Regions from separate parts of the Mus musculus genome. Here region 1 is linked to region 2. A link is a contact called in public Hi-C data. All regions are on one chromosome and are shown on one strand. Each heading gives the region's core, a stretch centred on a gene start, on an enhancer-like site or on the middle of the called end of the contact. The rest is flanking DNA. Distances are from core to core; before and after follow the strand shown.

Region 1 (6,509 bases), core at 2,541-5,040, 160 kb after region 2:
GATCGCCTCCATATATATATGTACAGGAAGCTTCAGTGGTATTAGGTTTCCATGCTACCCCTCACATGGTCCTTAATTTCAGGTGTCTCTCCCCTTATTCCCTCCATTGTGCCCTGTTCCCACTCCCTACTTGACTGTTTCATTCCAGCCCTGCCCCTATCCATCCATAACTATTCTAGTTCCCTTTTCTTAGGTAGAAATGTCTTTCCCCCCAGCCCCTTACTCTATACCTAACCTCTGTGGTTCTATGGATTGTAGCTTGGTTATCGTTGACTTAACAGCTAACAGCCACATACACATGAATAGTTACCATATTTGTCTTTCTGGGTCTGGGTTACCTCACTTGGGATCCTTTTTTTTTCTTTCCCTTTTCTTTCTTTGTGATGGTTTGTATATGCTTGGCCCAGGGAGTGGCACTAGTAGGAGATATGACCTTGTTGGAAGTAGGTGTGTCACTGTGGGTATGGGCTTTGAGACCCTCATCCTAGCTACCTGGAAGTCAATCTTCTCATAGCTGCCTTTGGAACAAGATGTACAACTCTCAGTCTGTGCCTGCACCATGCCTGCCTGGATGCTGCCATGCTCCCATCTTGATGATAATAGACTGAACCTCTGAACTTGTAAGCCAGCCCCAACTAAATACTGTCCTTTATAAAAGAGTTGCCTTGATCTTGGTGTCTGTCCACAGGAGTAAAACCCTAACTAAGACCTCCCCCTCCTCTTCCTCCCCTGCCTCCCATCTCTCAACAACCCTTCCTATCTCTGCCCCCACTTCCATGCACTCCCAATCACCTCTCCACTGGTACTTCCCCCTTCTCTTCCCTCTGCACTTTCACCTCTCCCAACCCTCTCACCCTACCCCTGCCCTCTCCCCACCCCTCCCCCCACTCCTCCCTATCCTCTCCCCACCCCTCTCTCCCACCCCTGCCCTCCTCACCCCTCTCCCCCACCCCTGCCCTCCTCACCTCTCTCCTTCCACCCCTGCCCTCCTCACCCCTCTCTTCCCCCACCCCTGCCCTCCTCACTCCTCTCTCCCCCCACCCCTGCCCTCCTCACCCCTCTCTCCCCCATCCCTGCCCTCTCCCCACCTCCTTTTCTACCCTGTTCACTTTCCCTTTCCTTTGTTCTCCTCCCCTCCTTGCAGCCCCTCCTCTTCTGCTTCTCTCATTTCCTCTCCTGATCCCTTCCCTGCTCCTCTCCCCTCATCTCCTTTCCCCGCCACACCTACTTTCCTGTCTCTCAATTCTCACCCCTTAGCTCCCCAGCTCCTCCCCTTATTCCCTGACTTCTCTCCATTCCACACTCTACACTCCCCTCTTTCCCTGACTCTTCCTCTCTCCATTCTCTCCTCCCCCAGCTCTTCCCTCCCACATCAATGCTTTTGCTTTTCTCCCCAGTCCATCATCTTCCCCCACCTCCTCCCTCCCTGGTGCCCCTCCCCCCTTTCCTGTCTCCCAACCTCACCTTGCTCCATCTCCCCTCAGCCCTCACCCTTTTCTAGGAAATCCCCCCCTTTGCTCCTCTCCTGTCCTGTTATGTCACATGCCAGGCACCCATTTTGAAGGGCCCCAAGGCTCAATCAGGCCTCAGATGTGTTTTCTGGGGTCACGTTCTCCTCCCTCGTATCACTTGGTCACAGTGTGACATGCTTAGATATTTAATAAATGTTAAAAATTTCAAGAGAAGCCGGGCATTGTGACGCACACCTTCAATCACTTGGGAGGCAGAGGCAGGCGGATTTCTGAGTTCGAGGCCAGCCTGGTCTACAGAGTGAGTTCCAGGACAGCCAGGGCTACACAGAGAAACACTGTCTCAAAAAAAATTTTTTTTTTCCCAAGAGAACTTCCTTGGGCTTAAAGCTCGGTGTGGAGTATATGCTCACTGTGAGTCCCTGGGCTCAGTCTAGCACCAAAACTAATGGAAGGCAAAGGTTTTTAAATATTTTGAGTCTATGTAGTCAGGCTGGCTTCAAAATGAAGGCTCTCCTGCCTCTGCGTCCCAAGTACTGAGATTACAGGGGTATACCATCACAGCCAGCCTGAAGCTGACCTGTCTGCCCCTGCTAGCTTCTCCCTCCCACCTCTCTGACCTTTCAGCCCCATCTGTGGCCTGCCATAGACCCACAAGCTAGTCATGGTGTTTCCACAGTCCTGCTGGCGTACAGCAGCCAGTGAGTTTTAGAATGCCACCAGTCCATACAGCTAGGTGACAAGAAAGGATGTCAGGTTTTGATACTGTGTGTGAAGGCTCTGGTAATAAAGGAGACCTCAGATACTTCTAGTCAACATTTATAAAGAGCCAGGTGTGGCAGCACATTCCCATAACCCCTATAGTTGGAATGCTGAGGCAGAAAGCTTAAGACCAGCCTGAGATCAATAACATGACTGTCTCAAAAACCCAAGGACTTGGGGTGAGGCTCAGGGGTGGAGCACTTGTCTAGGATGCACAAAGCCTTAGGTTTGATCTCCAGCAAAGAAACTAGCTTCTTTTTTTTTTTTTTTTGGTTTTTTTTCGAGACAGGGTTTTTCTCTGTATAGCCCTGGCTGTCCTGGAGCTCACTTTGTAGACCAGGCTGACCTCAAACTCAGAAATCCGCCTGCCTCTGCCTCCCGAGTGCTGGGATCAAAGGCATGTGCCACCACTCCCGGCTCTAGCTTCATTTTAAATGTCACCACTTACAGCTATGTCTCTTGATGCTGGCCTACAACCTCAGCTACTTGGGAACCTGAGAGATTTTACGTTTATGGCTACTCTAAATAACTTAGTGGAACTCTGTCTTAAAGGGGCTGGAGTGAGTTAAAAGCCTAGCAGACAGAGGCGCTCACCAAGCTTGATGACCTGAATTCAACTTTGTGACCCGCGTGGTGTGAAGACCCTGGCAAGCCGTCCTTCCATCTCCACATGTGTGCCACGTGCACTCTCACACCAAAGGGAATTTGAAAATTTTTCTTTTTGAGATGGGGTTTCTCTGTGTAGCCCTGTCTGTCCTAGAACTTGCTCTGTAGACCAGACTGGCCTGAACTCAGAATCTCCCTGCCTCTGATTCCAAACTGCTGGGATTAAAGATGTGTACCACATCTGGCTTAATTTAAATTTGTTTTAAAAAGAGGTCTAGATATAACTCTGACAGACGACTTACCACAGGTAAAGCCTAGGCTGAATTTCTAGCATCGCATGCTAAGGCCTGGTATGAGGGTTCAACACGGAAAAAGTGCTACCAAACCCAATAGTCTGAGTTCAACGTCAGGGACCCATGGGGGAAGGACAAACCTGCAAGTCGTCTTCTAACGTCTGGGGCAGCAGTGGTGGTACGTGTTGCCACCCCTTCCTTCAACAACTAAAAACAACACACACACACACACACACACACACACACACACACACACACACACAGCCGCTTTGTCCCTGTGGGATGGCCAGGGCCTGGAACTGGACACTGCCTGTGGACTTTATGATGGACTCAGGTACGTCCCTAACTGCGCTGCCTCTGCTTCCTCACCTCTGAAGATGATGCCAAGCATCCGTAAGCGTTTTGCCCAGGGCTGCAGATGACTGTGCTTACAAATGCCTCATCTAGTTCCCAGTCTAGAGCAACGACAGCAAAAGGAACAGTAGGTCTGAGTCAGGGCTGAGGCCGGCACCAGTCTGTGCATCTGCAATTGAGAAATGAAGAGCAGCCCAGATCCTCAGACCCGTTCTCCTGGTTCTTTATCTAAGAACCTGCCAGTGATCAGGCTTCCAAGCACGATGGGAAAGCTGCCGCTCTGCCCCCTGGTGGTCAGAAGTGCTTACATCAAGATGACACAGATAATTCCAAGTCTTGAAACTAAAGCAGGAAAGGCCTCCCAGGCACTGTAGGACCAGAAGATCAGTACACAGTTTGCCCTCTGTTCACCTTTCAATGATTTTATTAGTGTGGTCACAAGTTTGACACCTACAGGTCGCCATTAACAAAGCTGACGACAAATATTGGAAATAAGTGAATTACTGAAGTACGGCAAGATTTAAAATGTCAACTTGGAGTGATCATGCAAGCCCCATGCATTGGTGCCTGCGCCCTAATTGCAGGACCCACTCTGCTCATCCTCGTGGCTCTGTACCCTCAGCGGGGTCAGGGTGGGGCCACCCTGCCTTTTTGCAGATCCAGAATTTTAAGGGCAAGTGTGGAGCCTTCCTTGGAGCATGGTCACCATGCCTGGTTTCTGCTTGTTGGGGTGACACTGTGACTATTGCTAGTATGAGCCACAGGGTCCCCAGGGCTTGTGCTAACAGAGTGTTCTCATGTCCCTGCAAGAGGCCTCCAGGCAGTTTCGCAACTGTGTTTCCTCCTGGGGAGTCTAGAAGTGAGGTGCACAGTCTTCTAGCATGCTGTCAGTGATGTAGCTGGACCCAAGGTGGGACTCGTAGTAATTCTTTTCATCAAAGGTATTGACAGTCCAACTCACAACCTGGATTCCTTTAGCTGACCACTTCTTCAAATAGTCCCTGGAGAAAAGGGGAAAATCAGCCGTGTTAGAATGGACAGCTGTCCTGGAATTGAGAGCTCAAAGCATGTGCTCTGTGACTGCCAACTGCTCCCAGAGAGCCTCCAGCTGGCCTCCTACCGCAGTCAGAGGCTGGGAAGCAGGCACGGCTTATGTCTGCTTTACATCATCATCCGAGCTCACACACATCACAGTCACCAAGGGCTATCATCTCTGCCCTCTTACACCAACCACACTGTCCGTTTCTCTCTGTACTGCAGGAGCCTCCCTTTCAGGTCACCAGAGCTTCTCTGTCCTCCGCTCCTGGGGAAGAACAGCGCTCTACACCCTCCCTCAACGCTTTCTTCCTTGCAGTTCACAGGCAGAGCTTAGTTTGCTCCTGGCACCCTGTCCCATATCTGGTGAAAAGCTGAGAAGTCCTGAGTGTCCCCAGGTATGGGAAAGGTCACAATATAAAAGCAGCTGTTGTGACACAAACCAGAAACATACCTTCAAACAGCAAGCCTAGAACAACCACATTTTCTCAGATTTACAGGTGATTCAAGATGATTCAGTGACTTCCAGGCAGACAAAAGGCTCACAGCCCCCACTCCAGAACTGGTAATTTCTCAAGACAAATGAGCTACCTTGGCGTGTAGCTGAGACATCCTCAAGGAAGATGCCAGGTAACCACTCTGGTGAGGCCAGGTAAAGAGACCCAGGTGTGAGCCTCCCACCTCCACCATGCCCACTTCCTCACGTGCTCCCACAGCACTGGCCCGACAAGAGCAGGCCTGGATGTCCTTTACCCGCTGGCTGATAGAGAGGCTGGAGTGTGACCCTGGGCCTCGGGCACGCAGGGAGGCAGTCATCCTCAACTGTACCGCAGCGTCTCTTCACTTCTGTTTTATGCTCTCACTGGAGCCCGGGCTGCCCTTGAACATGCAATCCTTCTGCTTTAGCCTCCAGAGTTGCTTGACTTTCAGGCCTGTGCCACCGTGGTAACAATTACCATTCCCCTCCTTCTTCCTTGGGACACCTCCCTGTGCGAAACTAGATCAGAATACAAGGCCTATGCACTGCTGTCCTTGAAGCTGTTGATGGCGCTGTCTTTCACTATTGTTCTCATCTTAGATTTGAGACAGGGTGTCTCAATGAACCCGGAGATCGAAGCTCCAGCTAGACTGATTCCCAGAATCTGCTGCTCTAGCCACACACATGCTACTGCGCCAGTTTGCATCCGGCTGCTAGGAATGTGAACTCAGACCCCAAAGCTCGCACAGAAGCACTTACCCACTGGCAGCCCTCAGCTGTGGCTTTGTATTTACTAGACTCAAGGCTGGACTGGCATCCCTGTCCAATTGGACATGGAAGTCAAGGAGGCAAAGAGCGCGGCTCTGCTTCTTCACTACTGTACCCTCCGCTTCCTCATGCAGCACCTGACAGCACTGTTGGCCATAGCCAAATGGCTGCCAGAATAGCAAGCTGGAAGTCGGATGGAGCTACAGTGTGCGTCTACAGCTCTAAGGCTGCCACAGACAGCTCAGAGATGTCAGTAAGCGAGAGAACAGACAAGCAGAAGGGAGGATGGGAGCTAGAAGGCCATGGCCATACGCGGTTTCCGCTGTGGCACTTCCCTCCGTCTAGTTTCCCAAGGGAGCCAATCACAAGCAGTGCAATGTCACCACTTTCTAAAAATGCTTTACAACACTGGACTGGGGTTGGGCGGTGGTGTAAGCTTAATCCCAGCACTCACTGGAGAGGCAGAGGCAGGTAAATCTCTGTGGGTTTGAAGCCAGAGGTCTGCAGAGTGAGCTTCAGGACAGGCAGAGCTACACAGAGAAACCCTGTTTGATGAGGTGGGCTATGATGCATCAGCTCTGCCACACACATTTACACGGAGAGCAAGAACTTGCTGACATATTACATGATTAATATGTTATAAATTGTAATTTACTTTTAAAACATAATAAAAAATGCTTGTCATTCAAGAACCAGAGTTGGGTGTCCAGCAGCCACATAAAAACTGGGAGACATCACAGACCA
Region 2 (6,987 bases), core at 1,245-3,744:
CTCACTCAGCTCACTGACTCTAACTGGACAGAGTCTGTGGAGCAGACACGGCACCTCAGCTCTCCTGCCGAGTGTAAGACACCAACCATTCCAAACTGTCTTCAGACAGTGGGGCTCTACGGTTTGAGGCCCATATTTTATGGGACAGTGATGGGACACAATCAGGAACTTGTTGCATTTCTGTGTCCAAGTTCAAGGGCTTATGCTTCTGGCCAGCTTGTCTCCATGCAGAAAGCAGGGTCTGGAGACAGACTTGGTGAGCCAGTTGTATTTCTCAACACAATCTTGTTTGCTTGTGCTCTTACTTTTTAGCAAAGAAAGTTCAAGGCAACCCAGTACTCCTTTTTAAAAAGTATATTAAGGAATAACAAGGGGCCTGGGGAGGTGGCTCAGCGGTTAAAAGCACTGACTGCTCTTCCAGAGGTCCTGAGGTCAATTCCCAGCAACTACATGGTGGCTCAGGAGCATTTGTAATGGGATCTGATTCCCTCTTCTGGTGTGTCTGAAGACAGCTACAGTGTGTTCACATATATAAAATAAATCTTTTTTTTAAAAGAAGAATAACAAGGAGCTGAGCAGGTGGGCCAAGTTTATATGGCTGGCTTTTGAGGTGTGATAAACAGGATTCTTTATAACTGAGAACACACTGGAATGTTCTCTCAAACACAACTTCTGCACTCAATGACTGGGAGAGGGTAGTGTTTGTCCTTTTACCTAAGAAATCAGTATAGGTATTAATCCCAGCATGAGTTGGCAGAGCTCTGTGAATTGAAGGATATCCTGGTGAACAAGCAAGGTCCAGGTCAGCCAGCGCTAGAGGCTGTCTCAAAACCAAATTAAAACCTATCCAGTAGCAAGGCTAGTTTTATTTTTTTAAGGAGACACACACTTAAGGTTTTTTTTTAATTATTATTATCATGAGGGTATATGAAACAAAGGAAACTAAGTTACTTCATAAATGAAAACAAGTGATTCTTATTGTTAACCTGTTCACTGGGTTAGCAAGGAACCTTAAAATTCACATCCCTGAGACCTGACTGCCTTGTTACACACTTTAAAATAAAGCTGAATCGCAGAGCTAGAAGCTCTCAAGAGTGCTGTTCCAGCCATGGTATCTGGGAGATTTTAAGTGGCAAATGAGAAGATTTTAAGTGGCTTATGGACACATAAATTACATACTAAGAGGCTCTTAAAAAGTCTCTTCTGATCCATTTATCACCAAGGAAAACATCTCTATAACTGGCATGTCTTGAAAAATATCCAAACACTTGCTAAGCACTCTTCTCTTCCAGAAAGAAAAACAACCTTGGACTCAAGCCTTGGAAGGCACACACAACAATATCTAATGAAGTTTCATAGCTGTTCTCATGGTATTGGTGGTGGTGGTGGTGGTGTGTGTGTGTGTGTGATTACTCATCCATTTGGGGGCAGACAATTCTGGCTTATTATTTACCAAAAGGATGTAGTTTCAATTAAATTACTTAATAAGTTGTAGTTAAACAAAAACACATCTCAAACCTCCAAACAATATTGCCTTCAGGCAAAATAGAAATCTAATGCTTGAAGATTTAGTTTCGAGAAAATGACCACGATTTTCTGGGGCAGCTCGGATGAATCAGACCTGAATCCAAACCTACCTCTCTCCATTCCAAATTCAAAGCTTACCATATTTTGCAATACAAACAGTCCCATGAGAGGCTTGATAAAAACAGAGACTCTACGGCTCAAAAGAAGGCTCAGCAGTTAAGAATGTGTACTGCACTTGCAAATGACTTGAGTTGGGCTCCCAGCACCCATATATAGGGATTCACAAACTGCCTGTTACTCTAGTTGCAGATTCAAACCCCAATTCTGGCCTCTCTAGAATTTAATTATTGTGCGCACGCACGCGCGCGCGCGCGCGCACACACACACACACACACACACACACACACACTTTTTAAAACTCTAAAACCTATCAATCCAGTGGATAATGAGGGGGACCCGAAAATCTGCATTTATAACAGATTGATGCTGTCGTCGGAAGGCTACTTTGCTTGAGAAAGTCCCGAGTGGAGACCGGAGGGACACTGCAGGACACTCAAGTTCCACACTTGCACTGACGTCACATCACAGGCTGGTAATCACTTGTTCCCCGGCAGGGCATCCTGCAGAAGTTCACCCGTTCCTATCAATCAACTAGACGTACTACAAACCCCACCCCCATGTCGCGCGCTTGTGACGTATAGACGTCCTCCCCGTGACATCCGTGACCTCCACTGCAAATAGTCACCGGCGAAGAGCCCCGCGCCGAACCACGACCCCGAACGGCCGGTACCTGAGAAGGGCCTCCGGACACCAGTGCGCAGGCGTCCCACGGAAGCAGCCGCTATGGCTCCGGCGGCGCTCATCGCTGCGGACAATGCAGCTATGGTCCAAACGCCCCGCCAATCGTGCTCTCGACTCAGGGTGATGACGCATAGATGCCGCGGACCGAGAGCCAGAGGAAACGCCCCTAGGCCCTGGATTACACCCGATTGGTTAGAAATGACCGATTCACGTACTCTATTGGGTCTTCCCCCTGTCGATCATTGTAACGTCGTGAAGGCGCCCGGTCGGCTCTTAGGGTTGATGCAGAGCTGCCCTGGAGAGGCATTTTAGGTTAGGGTTTCTCCCTGTCTTGGAAAGGCGACCCGCAGGTCACTGTTGTTTCCTCCACGTTATGGAGATTATTTTTCTCTATTAAGAGCCGATTTACACCTGAAAGTCAGCAATTACCTGGTAAAACATGCCAGTTTTCGGTGTAATTGTGGGTTTCCCAGTTTGTTTCCCGTTACTTTCCGTTCCTTCTCAATTTTTATATTGAGATTTGCTTCATTGTTCATCCTTTACTGGATTATTCATGGCCTAGTGCACATTAGTGATGAACATAGCTGTGTGTTGAGGGAAGGAAAATTTAGTAACATACATTAAACATTTTAAAGTGCATATCCATTAATATGACAGCTAGGATCTAGCCAATAGAAATAAATTTTCAAGTCAGATAAGTATATAAGGGGAAAAACCATACCTGCAAGGATAATCAGTGCCTATTATAGGACCACTAGAGACTGTGGCTTTAGGAAAACTAGAGTTTGCACCCTTGGCGGGAGGGGGGCGGGTATTTGATTCATAGCTACTGTAAAATAAATGAAACTACTAACCCATTCTATATAATTATAGTGTTCAATTAGTATACTACAGTAACTTAAAATTAAGACGAGCCCAAGTACTGGGCCTTAGCGGCAGTGAGGGTACTTAAATATTCCTGTGGAATACTCAACCTAAATCTGGCTCTCAAAGCCTTCAAATGTTCAGAACCTTTCCCGTGCATTCCACTTCTAGATCTGTCCTAAAGAGATAAAAGAATGTTGAGGTGTATGTCCTAGTTATTACTGGAAATTTTTGGAAGTGTTAAAAAATTGGAGCTAGAGAGAGCTCAGAAGTTGAGAACACTTCTTGCTCCTGTAGAGGACCTGGGTTTGATTCCCAGAAGCCACAGCAGGAAGCTAACAACGGCCTGTAACTCCAGTTCCAAGTGACCCAGCACTCTCCTCCGGACTCTCTGCACATGTGACACACAGACAAATACATGTTTTTTAAAAAGGTTACCATCAAGAGAATGCTAACAAACTATGACTCATGAGCACAGTTAGCAGCTCCCTGAAATGGATGTAATGACGAGTTCAGATCTGATTATGTCACTCAGGCTTGCCTTAAACTGGTGAAATGGCTGCTTTGGCCTCTGGAGCTTCCAGGGGTGTTAGAACAATGAACTTTGAAAGAACTTTGGATAAAATAGAACATTTAAGTGGAAAATATGAGACTACTACATTTTCTTTCTTCCCTCCATTTGTGCTTGCTTGCTTTCTTCTCCCTTCTCTCTCCTCTCTCTTTTTCTCTTTCTCTCTCTCTTTCCCTTCCTCCTCCCTCTTCCCCTTCCCCCACTCTGGTTATGAGACAAGAATTTCACCCTGTATCCAGATGACTTTCAACTTGCTGTGTCATCCAGGCTGGCCTTTGGTGCCTCTTTAAAAAAAACTTGTGTGCTTATGTGTAATTTTGATTTTTCTCTGTGGTTTTCAATGTTCTCATACTTTATAGTAAGCACTTTCATATTTTCAAAAGACAACGAAGAATATGTGATTCCATAATCAAATTCTGAAATATAAAAGCAAGTTTGTCTTAGTTTTGTATTTTAAGTGTAAGGGAACTGTCTCTGAAGGTGAAGGAATTTGTTCACAGTCACACAGCAAAGAGCATGTCCCATGTTTCAAGTACCTCTCATGCTCTGGACAGGTTTCTGGTAAAGCCTCACTCTACAGAGTAAAGATGTGTTCAGAAGTTCTCACACGGTCAGATCTTGTACCACCCAGGAAAAAATGAATTCTTCTGTTCGCAAATACTTAGAGCATAGTGGCTAGCTGCCATCAGATTTTTGGCTGTGAGGTCTGATTTGCCAACTTAACAGTTAATGCAAAGTAAAGACCTGTCTAACTGGATTCTCCTTCACTGAGATGAGAACATTTCGTGGCTGCGAGAACCTGCAGGTCTGCTCTGCCAGAAAGAAATAGAGAGGGAGAGAGAGAGAAAGAAGGAGAGAGAGAAACAGACAGATAGACAGACAGGCAGACAGACAGACAGAGGGGAGAGAGAATAGAAAAGAGAGGAAGGGGAAAGAGAAGGGAGAAAGAAAAACAGAACCGGAGCCTATAGTAGCAGACGGGAAGTGAAAATGTTTGCAAAGGCTTTTAAAGTTCAATTTCCCAGTGTTCCTATGGGGGAAGAATGACAATACCTACTTCAAGTACCCACCAGTGACTGCATAGTTACTGGAAATGTGTGTTACCACTGTGGAAGGCTAGATGGCCATTACAAAAGGGAGCTACTTGGAGAGAACATCAAGATGTTATTAAGGAGAAATTAAAAAATATGTATTCACAACACGCACCCAACACATATATAGCTACTTTCAATATTTATTATATATTTATAGAATATTAAAATAAATACAAACAGTGGCTTTCAATGGTAGCAAGATATAAAATGCTTAAGATATTGTCTTTGACGTTCAAAACACACAAACCTGCTTTTCTTTGGCTTCTTAATAGCCAAGAGGAGACAAGACTCATCTAACACATCCATCGATGTCAAAATGCTACTTCCTCTAACTGCAGTGACAAAGAGCAACTTTACTGAGTATTGCAGTTCTCTTCATCACTTAACCAGTGATGAAGAGCGTCTGTGGGTTTGAGGACAACCATACTCTAAAACTTTCAAGACACGGAATCAGGAGTTTAACACACACCCGTTAGAGAGCCGCACTTTAAAGCTATACAGACATTGCCTGGTTATTCCAAGTTATTAAAATATTCAAGTAGGAGGTGCACACATTAGCAGCACTAACTAAAACCAACATACCAATTGGCATATTTTGTTATCTGTTTTATAATAAAGAAAATATGTTGTTTATTTTATCTACCATTCCTACAAACATAGGACAGCAGATTATCCTCAGGGCCACAGTGAGGACAAGAATGCTTCATGAAGGCACTAGGCAAAAATGCCAGCAACCAGGATTTGTAGAATGAGAATGGAGTAAACTTTGGTTTATTCAAAACTCCTGTTGTTAGGCTTTAAAACTCATAGATCTTAAAATACAAGAAAATGTTACAAAGCACATGTTCCCACAGGAACAAAAATATCCCAGGTTAACAGCCTCATGGAAGATGACGGAAATGATTGTGTAGAGCTTGAGGATATGAGTTCCGCCTCCAGATGTACATATGCACACACACACACACACCCCTCACCAAGGGCCCTTTATACGAATTCACACATGTAAGATATGGACACACACACATCAATACACACAGACACACACACATCTGACAAAGCACCCTTTATACACACACAGACATGGAAGCTACAACGAGTTTGCTTTGCTCCCAGAGGGAAGCCAATCATTTTTGAGGAACAAGGCAGTGATCAGAGCAGGGAAGTCCATCTTGGCAGCTTTCTGAAACATTAATTGAAATTTAAAGGTTAGGAGCCAGTGGAAAACAGTAAAGACTCCACAGTCCCATCACAGGACTGCAGTACATTGACAAAGACCTTAAAGTGAAAGCAGATCAAATTAGACACCACTAAAAGGGACGCCCCATAAGGGAGGCTTATGATGAGGTATTTATTAAATACAGCTTTTACTATGCTGGAGATCTCAAGAGATACTCTGTCTTTGTAATGTTTTATAAAAACAAAGGAACACACACACAAAGTTTTAAACTCAGGCAAACAAAATCTAGCCCTTTGACATGTGTACTTAAGTAATCAGAACCCAACCTTTGTTTGTATTATGGGGCGTTCTTAGGAACAGGCTGGGCTGTGGACCTACACCTGAAATCATACATAAAACCCCTGCTCCTTAAACCCAGCTCCAATTCCAAAAAGCATATTGCAGCCTAGCTCTGAATCACTCTGCATCTTTCAGGAATGAACAGCTCCATGCACGGAAGAGGAATAACACTTGGAAAACAGAGGAACTGCCTGTGCACCTTGCAAAGTTAAACCCCTCTTCAATTCTGTCACCAAATCTTAGAAATTGGGGCCAGGTGGAGACTAAAGGCTAATGGCTAACCAGTTGGCTAAGGTCACTTTCCCTGGAGGAGTGAACAAGGCTGGAGAAAAGTTCCAAAAAGCTGAAATTGCCACCTGGCCTAGTCCTCTCCTCAAGGGGGTGATACTGACTGGGCATGGGTGGGAATTCAAGTGTGATGGGGTACACAGCGGGGATGGATTTCCTTTCTGCCTTTCTGCCAGGACGGCCTCTCCACGTTCCTATCAGCTGTTCTAAGCCTCAGCATCTGAAGATTCCTGCTCATCTGAAAAAGGAAGTCAGGTTTAATTTGAAGTCACCAGTGGCATCTTGGAGGGTATTCACTCGGCCTGGGAAGGCTTTCGGAGAAATCT

The links. Hi-C and Micro-C count contacts between places; a contact is called where the count stands out from the background.
Region 1: a contact with region 2 is called in a Hi-C map of cerebral cortex, with 2.9 times the contacts expected there. The contact joins the enhancer-like site here to the promoter of Coq7 in region 2. A contact is called at or near these places in 4 of 39 promoter capture datasets (the 3T3-L1 cell line, embryonic stem cells, hippocampal neurons and 1 more), 1 of 15 datasets of contacts at CTCF or cohesin (large pre-B cells), 28 of 484 Hi-C or Micro-C datasets (the AML12 cell line, B cells, the C2C12 cell line and 22 more), 10 of 115 datasets of contacts at active chromatin or transcription factors (astrocytes, embryonic stem cells, epiblast stem cells and 5 more) and 2 of 9 other capture datasets (adipose tissue and embryonic stem cells).

What each region holds. Positions count from the first base shown.
Region 1 is chr7:118,684,666-118,691,174 of GRCm38.p6, forward strand. It overlaps Gde1 (glycerophosphodiester phosphodiesterase 1), which reads right to left. Exons shown (of 6, transcript NM_019580.4): 6 at 3,893-4,485. The coding sequence ends at 4,338. Among named protein-coding and RNA genes, the nearest start is that of Gde1, 18 kb to the right of the region's middle. Within about 2 kb of position 3,791, at least 26 of the 459 cell types and tissues checked have an H3K27ac peak or open chromatin away from gene starts, as enhancers often do. A contact at or near this core is called in cerebral cortex and muscle stem cells, where this site is marked.
Region 2 is chr7:118,530,862-118,537,848 of GRCm38.p6, forward strand. Coq7 (demethyl-Q 7) reads right to left here and starts at 2,495. Exons shown (of 6, transcript NM_009940.3): 1 at 2,318-2,495. The coding sequence starts at 2,390. It overlaps Tmc7 (transmembrane channel-like gene family 7), which reads right to left. Exons shown (of 16, transcript NM_172476.4): 16 at 4,983-6,987.